Regions from separate parts of the Sus scrofa genome. Here region 1 is linked to region 2. A link is a contact called in public HiChIP or PLAC-seq data. All regions are on one chromosome and are shown on one strand. The core of a region is the stretch at or near the end of the contact, and the rest is flanking DNA. Distances in the headings are between cores, read along the strand shown.

The links. HiChIP or PLAC-seq counts read pairs in DNA pulled down with a chosen protein or histone mark.
Region 1: an H3K27ac HiChIP or PLAC-seq map of skeletal muscle shows a contact between it and region 2, with 4 times the contacts expected there. The contact joins the promoter of TES here to the promoter of CAPZA2 in region 2. A contact is called at or near these places in 1 of 5 promoter capture datasets (liver) and 1 of 2 datasets of contacts at active chromatin or transcription factors (skeletal muscle).

Annotation. Positions count from the first base shown.
Region 1 is chr18:29,933,933-29,938,015 of Sscrofa11.1, forward strand. It overlaps TES (testin LIM domain protein), which reads right to left and starts at 2,316. Exons shown (of 7, transcript NM_001123200.1): 1 at 2,115-2,316. The coding sequence starts at 2,141.
Region 2 is chr18:29,363,395-29,367,482 of Sscrofa11.1, forward strand. CAPZA2 (capping actin protein of muscle Z-line alpha subunit 2) reads right to left here and starts at 1,668. Exons shown (of 10, transcript NM_001097455.1): 1 at 1,630-1,668. The coding sequence starts at 1,668.

The DNA of each region.
Region 1 (4,083 bases), core at 1,066-3,565, 570 kb after region 2:
GAATATGATTCTTAACTGAAAAGATAACCTTTTAAAGTAAAGAGGAAATTGAGAAGAAAAATTATACCATATATCAAGAGCATTATTTATCATAATACACATTCTGAGACTAAGGAAATTGTTCATAAGTAATGTCTGAAATTTTCCCTTGCTAGTACAAATAATTCTTAACTCTGGACTTTCTCCCTCAGAATTACTTCTTTGTTTCAAATAATTTTGAAATCAGTTTTGGATATTGACTTTCAATTTTTCCTTTTAAGTAGATCTTATTTTTCAGAGCTGTTTTAGGTTCACAGCAAAATTTAGCAGAAGGTACAGCATTCCCATATATCTCCCTACTCCCTTTCAGAGCTCCCTCATTATCAGTATGCCATGTGAGAGTCATATGTTTGTTACTACTGATGAACCTCTATTGGCACATCATTATCTCCCAACGTCCATAGCTTACTTTAAGGTCCACTCTTGGTGTTGTTCATTCTATGGATTTTCACAAATATATAATGACAGGTATCCATCATTACAACAGCATACAGCATAGTTTCCTTGCCCTAAAAAGTCCTCTATGCTTCACCTATTCATCCCTCCCTCCCAAATGATGTTGATACGTTAAAAGCCATTTTTGAATCATTATTTATAAGCACAGACAGGACTCCCCAAATTTTAGACAAGTACTAAATTAAGTAGTAGCTCTTACCCACCTGAAAAACAAAATAAGCAGCGTTCATCAATAGAAGGCTAATTAAGTGGCAAACGAAATACTTTCTAGTGGCAAGCAAGATTAACAAAACTTTTTAGTGTCATCTAAAAGCTAAGAAGAAACCAAACTGGAAGACAACAGAATGCAATCACGATATTTTCAGAATTTACATTAAGTTTTCCCTCCTTGGATTTCCTTTTGAGTGCCCATTGTAGCAATAAGAGGCAAACTTTTGTTTTTCCCACCTCAGGTTTCTATTTTTCAACAGCCTCCTAACCTAATATTTTGCGTTTGTATACATTTTCAAAACGCCACTTCGCGTGAAACAATTAACGCTCAGATGAGGACTCCGTCTTTAGAAGATTAAATAATAGCAATGTTGGCAACCACATTTGGCAAGAGAAGAAAATTAAGTTCTCTCTATTTTTTCTCCTTTTGTCTCTCTGCAAAACTTCCTTCCTTATTTGATAAGGAGCAGTTAGCTTAAATTTACCGCAAAGTAAATATGAGCAATTCCCTGGAATGGGACCTTTAACACAGAACTTTACACTGGAATGTGACATCAACATTCCTTTTGAGTCACAGTCTGGTCCCCACCCCTTTCTCCCAGGAAACGTGAGGCTCCCAAAACCAGGGAGTGGCTCAGGTAGGGCAGTGGATCCTGACCTGAAGGACTACCGGGCAGGAAACTTATCCTAGAGGTAAACCACTGGTGGCAATTGTCCTTTGGGGCTAGCTGTCAAAGAAGAAGATTTTTTTGTTTGTTTGTTTTGTTTTGTTTTGTTTTGAAGATAACTCCCTAAGATGGAGGCAGTACTTTGGAAGTCAAGTAATGAATGACCAAAAAAAAAGAAGAAAAAGGAAAAAATCATCACCTTTCACGTTATCACAAGCTTCGGGTGCAAAGGAAGCACATTAAATCAACGCTCACTCTAGAGCGCCTCGGACAGTCAAGCGGGGCGGGGGGGGAGTGAGGTCTAGGCTGTCAAAGGCACATCAGTGACCCCAAACCACAGACTTAATAAGTTGAACTTCCTGAGACAGGAAGATGTAGTGTCACGGTCTCGCCCGAACCCGCCCTAACCTCATCCTTTTTTTAGGGCGGCACAGGCGCAGCTGAAACATCTCAAGGAAAGTTTCAAACACCTCCAACTGTTGGACATGGTTAGACAGGGAGAAATGTCCCGCGGTCGCCCTCGCTCACGTGCGCGACTCTCCGTCCCTCCTGGGTTTCAGGAGTTAGCAGGGCAGCTGGGCAGCCCCTCTAACCAGAGGTTCGGGTACCTGGGCCCGGAGCTCCGGAACTCCTGAACTCGCTGGCGCCCAGCGGCCCGTGCGCCCCATCCGCAGCCGGCAGCTAGGGGGCGGCGCCCGGCTCAGGTGAAGCGGCCACCGTCCGCCGCCCGCACTTCCCTACCTTCTTCACTTTGGCTTCCAGGTCCATGTTTATGTGTCAGAGGGGCTCCTCCTCTCCTCCGGATCTCACGACCGCGCGCCCGAGCTCCGGCACTGCTGCGGGTACTCGGGGGATCTGCCAGGACTCCCGCCCCGCAGCCGCAGCCACTCGCCCCGCGCCGTCAAACTTCCGCCGCCCAGTCCGCTGTAGCGGGCCTGCGGCGGAGACCAGGAACAAAGAGGTCTGTGCAGCCAATGGCAGCCAGGCCTCGCCGGGCAGCCGCCAATCACCGAGCGCCGCACGCACCTTCGCTACCCGAGCGCCGCGCAGGCAAGGTGAGGGGCGGGGCCGAGTCTGGGGCGGCGCCCTCCCGAGAGCAATCCTGCAGCTCTAACCTCGTCTCTGGTTGCGCTGGGCGTCTGTCTGCCTCCCTCCTCATAAAAATTGGAGACCGTCCTACCTACAGCAAAGATGAGGACGAGCCCTTTCCATTCTGACAGCTGGTACCTGTTTTGCTTGAGAACTTAGATATGTGTCCAGTGGAGTGTTACCCCACTACTAGCTTCTTGGTTTATTTTCAGAGCAAAGAAAAAGACAGGAGATTTTGAAGGTTGTTAGGGATCCCTGTGATGGACGTTGCACTCTAATTTCACAGTTGAGTTGTGGAGACGGCTTTTTCTTAAATGCTTTTCTCCATTGGCAGGAAACCTCATCTCACAGCCTTAAAGGCAATGAAGATGATTATATGTTTTCTGGGCATTCTAGAGTTCAAAAAAGAGGATAACGTGAATCACTTCAGAGACAGGTTATGCCATTCTTTGGAAGTAGAAGCTTTGCTCTTTGTCCCTGCTGTGTGAAAGAGTGTGAGGCTACTCATGTGCCTCCTGTGTTGAGAAGCAGTTTCATAGGGATTGGTTACAAGCAGGACTGGAGCACTAAAGCTGGATCCATTTCATGACCTCATTTGGGTGCGTTTGCAATGAGTACCATTAGCTTGGTGGATCTGGAAGGAATCCCAGGGATTACTGAGTCTAGCTTTCTCATTTTGCTGGAGCCGAGGAACCCAGAGGAACAGGAATCTGCCCAATTTCTTAGTCTTTTGGGGGGCAGAGCTAGTTAGTACTGATGAGTCTGTACGCAATGTCTCCAGCCTATTTGAGATCATAAGCACTGCATTTTGACTAATTAAAAGAGTCCTTTTTGTTTTGTTTTGTTTTGTTTTCCAGTTCATCATAATGACAAAAAAAAAAAATTATAATGGTCAGATAGCAAATGACCTCCTAATCTGGCATCTACTCTTAAAAAGGAAAAAGTCCCAAATCATATAGATATTTAGGTCCAGATTTCTCTTCACTTTATCCCTGGAAATTTGGTATCTGAAAACACCCCAATTTTAGCCAACACTTTCAACCCTTTGCTTACTTGGCTATTCATTAATGTTGTTCAATATGAAACCAAGCAAGACCGTGTTGGGCCTTCCCTGGGACAGACCCCTGGTATACCTCACCTTTTGTTTGTAGAAGAGCTTTAGCTTCCTAGGCCTTTCCCAAGTTGTAAAGGGCAAATTTAATCAGAGAAATGAAAAACAAAGGAAACAGGAAAACAGTCAAGCAAGACAAAATAAGAATAGGTTAGCTATAAAATTAAGTCAAGGACCTTTATTTTCTCCTTAAGGGTTATAGATAATATCCTGAGCCATATCCTTGAGTTGTTTTTACAGAAACCAGATCCCCAAATTAAAACCTGCTGACCACCAGCATGTAGAACCCAAACAAGTTGGAACTAGAAGGTTGATGATTGGGATTTGAAAACAACATTCTGTTACTTCACCATCAACCAATCAGAGAATTATGTGCAAGCTTGTCAGACACCCAGCAACCCTTAATATTGCCTTAAAAATCCTTCCCTAAAATTCATCGAGGAGTTCTGGTCTTTTGAGCATTAGCTGCTTGTTCTTCTTGCTTGGCACCTTGTAGTAAATGCTATACTT
Region 2 (4,088 bases), core at 418-2,917:
ACACTGAGTACTCGCTCCTCAGCTAAATTTCTAGCCACTTGAGCTACTAATCACTACTTACAAACAGCAGAATAAAAACAATAAAAACATGACAATCCCTTTAAAAAACTTCCTAGCACTACTTAATTTTAAATGTGTGTGCCCGTCGGCATACATTTTCAGTTAGTTACTTATGGTTATTTACCAATACTACACATGTGAATACTGCACAGCAACTTTTGTGTATATAGGGGTCTGCCTACCAGACCTGTGGAATATGGAAAATCTTGGCTCTCCCCATTTTGTCGTTTTATTATCACTTTCACCAAAGAGCACAGAGGGAAGAAAGATTTCCGAAATCGAAGATAAGGCTGACTGCTGCACATTCACACTGGGAAGAAGGTGGAACATCACATTTCGGTGCAAGCACACAAGATAGAAAAACACTTGGATCAGAGTGTTCCAACCGAAAATATCCTTAGACTTACAAGAGGATTTCTTAAACACCAGTATGTTTTTGTGTTTCAGACATGGCTGTAATGCTTGGGAACTTAAAAAAAGAAAATGAGCCTTGTTAAATTAAGAGTGAAAACTTCGAACACTCGATTTTATTCACAGTTACGTCAGTTACTTCCAAGTTTGAGAAACATCAAGGTCCTTTCCAGGAAATACTCAAAATTAGTAGGGTACCCCCCACCACCACCACACTAGGGAATGGGGCCTCAGAGTGGCCAAAGGAAACCGCCAATAAGAGAACCAGTTCAATGATCAGATTTCTGACTTCAAATGCCTCAGAACTTAAGTCGTTCATCCAGTTCCAATGCTGTCACAGCATCTAAGATACAGTAAAAGGAGTTGCACAACCTCCCCTTTTCGGAAGAAGTCCTAGCAGGACTATGGGGCGCCACCAAATCTGTCCCCAGGGGGGCTGCTGCCAGCAGGCGCGGCAAACAACTGGGGCGGGGGGGGGTGGGCTTTCTTTTTGGGAGCAACTTCGTTGTCTTCAGGGGAATGTGGGAACTGCAAAGCCTACAGCTAAAACTGGAAAAAGAAAACAAGAAAAAAAAAGGGAGAGAGATTTCCACCGGTAAAAGCGAGAAACGGAGAACCCAGGAAAGAACACAATTTGCTTGCGGGAGGAGGGAGTAGAAGCGAGAAGTGAAGGTCTGCTTTCTAAGCGATTTCCCCCTCCTTCCCCCTCACCCCAGCCACACTCTTCGGCCAGGCCTTCGGGCTGGCTACTACCCTTGAGCCGCTCCCGGGAGGGGACCCAGACCCCTCCGCAGTCCGCAGACCCCAGCGCAGGGCCCCGCGGCCCTGGCGCGGGGAGAGGGTCCCCCGCGGCCGCCGCCCTCCGCGCCCCCCACCCCCGCCCGCCGCGCCAGGCGGCGCCGCCGCCCAGCTCCCGCTTCCTATTTTCGGAGCACACACCCTACAAGGAGCGGAGCGAGCAGGCCCGGCTGAGACCTGCCCCCGCGCCGGGCCTCGGGTGACTGACAGGAGCAGGCACTTGGGCGCAGCAAGGATGGGAAGGAAGAGCAGCCGAGGGCACCGACCAATGCCCTTCCTCGGCTGCCAGACTCTGGGCTGAGACCAAGGGGCTCTGCTGGCTCCGCGACCGACGGGTTCCGCCGCCTCCGCGGCCCTTACCTTCTCCTCATCAGACAACTGCTCTTCCAAATCCGCCATTTTCCTTCCGGCGACAGATCGCGGCGCGGCGGCAGCGGTGGCAGCCACCTGACTTCCCCCTTCCCGTGCGGTCCTCCGCGCCGCGCGCCCCCGCCAAGGGAGGGGCCGCAGCCCAGGCCGTCGCGCACGCGCCCCGCAGCCCCGCCTCCCTCCTCCCGGCCGGCGGAGCCCAAGCACGGCTATGCGCGTGCGCAGATCTCTCGGCGGCCGGGAGTGGGAAGCAGTTGCTTGCTGCCGCCTGCTGCAGGCTTGTCAGCATCATGAGTTTAGGATTCTCTCCCCACCAGTGACCATATGGACCCAGTCTGCGACGAGTACATCCTGAGCCCTTGATTATGTTCCCATCAAGTCCTGAACAATGCCGGCTAAAATGTGAAAAAGTGCATAAATAGAAGCTTTTAAATATTCTGGTTTTAAAAATTAAGAGAAAAATATTCAGCTGTCATTAAAAATGCACATACAACCTGGAACATAATTGGAAAATGTTCGGGATATATTCGTTAAAAAATGTTTATTGGTCCTTTATTGTGTGGGGGTATTGTGTTAGTCTCTGAAGATACGCCATGTTAAACAAAAACTAGAGAAACCTCAGTTTTGAAGAAACTCATCGTCTGTTCTTTAAACATGTATTGAGTTAGGGAAGTCCCTGTACTATTGCATGGGAACACAAAGTTATGGAAGTTCCAACGCTAGGGGTCCAATAGGAGCTGCAGCTGCTGGCCTATGCCACAGCCACAGCAATGCCAAATCCAAGCCACGTCTGAGACCTAATGCCACCGCTGGCAACAAGGACAGATTGTTAACCCACAGAGTGAGGCCAGGAATCAAACCTGCATCCTCATGAATACTAGTTGGGTTCCTAACCCCATGAGCCACCACGGGAAGTGCATTTCTAACAAGCTCCCAGATGACGCCAGCACTACTGGTCTGGAGACTACAGATTGGGTAGCAAGGTCTTGGAGTTCAGATAGAGTTTAAGACTTTAATCATTATGTCGTACACCTAAAACTAATACAATGTTACATGTCAATTATATCTCAATTAAAAAGACATTACAGTAGAAAATGAGACACCGTTGACAACTTTTGAATAGTGACATGACATCATCAAAAATATGTCTAGCAAGATGAATCTGACAGCTGAAAGTAAATGACACATGTGAAATTACCTTAAAGAACTCAAATGTGTGTCTATGCAAAACTCTATTATTTAAAGTAATTTACGGAATGGTCATGGTATGCAAATCATAGTTTCTTGCATTTGGAAAGCAAATAGAAGCCATGCTACTAAAAAGCTCATAGTCCATTTGAGGAGAGAATAGGAAGCAGAAGCTTGCTGACTCATGCAGAGAAAAGGTGATAAAGAATAAACCACACGGTTTGGTCAGAGACCTCACTGGATGTAAATAACATTTACTCTTTTACAGTTTACAAGTCATTTCTTCATTGATTTCTCACTGAGCTTCATGAAGCAAAGTATTTATCAGTATTATTACGCACATTTTACAGGAGCAGAATTTGCCCAAGGTTGCACGTAGGTGGTGAAATTGGGATTAGAACCCAAGCATCATATCCTGTATCCTTTATTCTTCCCACTTTGAGACCTTTCTCTCTCTCTCTAAAACCTAGGCACTCTCCACCAAACAAAACTTAATGAAGGCAATTGCGCTCCTATCTCATCCGTTATATTCACTATCACCTATTTCATAAATAACGTTTCAAGGGATTTTTTTCTTTCTTTCTTTCCTTTTGTTTTCTGTTTACTCAGCAATACCCAATATCGATAATTTGTACACAGTGGGTACTCAGTAAATGTGCTGCTTGGTTAGCGTGCTTTCTTACTCCAGAATAATTTGAGTCAGACTCTGTTTATTATTGTAACCTTGGTAATACTTTACATGTGGTTCCCCAAAGTGACACAACCAGCAATTATGCATAATTTCTGATAATACTTTCAAAAACCTCCCAGTATCACTCTCTTGATATAATTAAAAGGAATTACACAATTCACATAACATAGGAATTCTGGGAAGATTTCAAGCCATCACACAAAATAGGTATACATATGGAAAGACCATTATATGAATGCAAGTAGAATTGCTCTGGTATTTTTGATAATCAGTTATTTTATGATGAAGAAAAAGAAAAAAAACACTCTTTTCATTAAGAATCCTACATTGAATCCTTTAGCTAAAGCTAGTGATTTCTTCCTCTAGGGCCCTATAGAACATTTCTCCATGGAGTTTTGCCATGTACTCTAGTGGCAAGGTGTACAGACTTTATAATCAGTAAATCCTGTAGTTTGATCTTGGTTCTAGCCCTAGTTAACTGAGCAACTTACTCTGGAAGCCTCAATTTCTTCATCTATATATTGGGCATAACAATGGTACCTCCTTCATAGGGTCGTTTAGAGGATTTAAT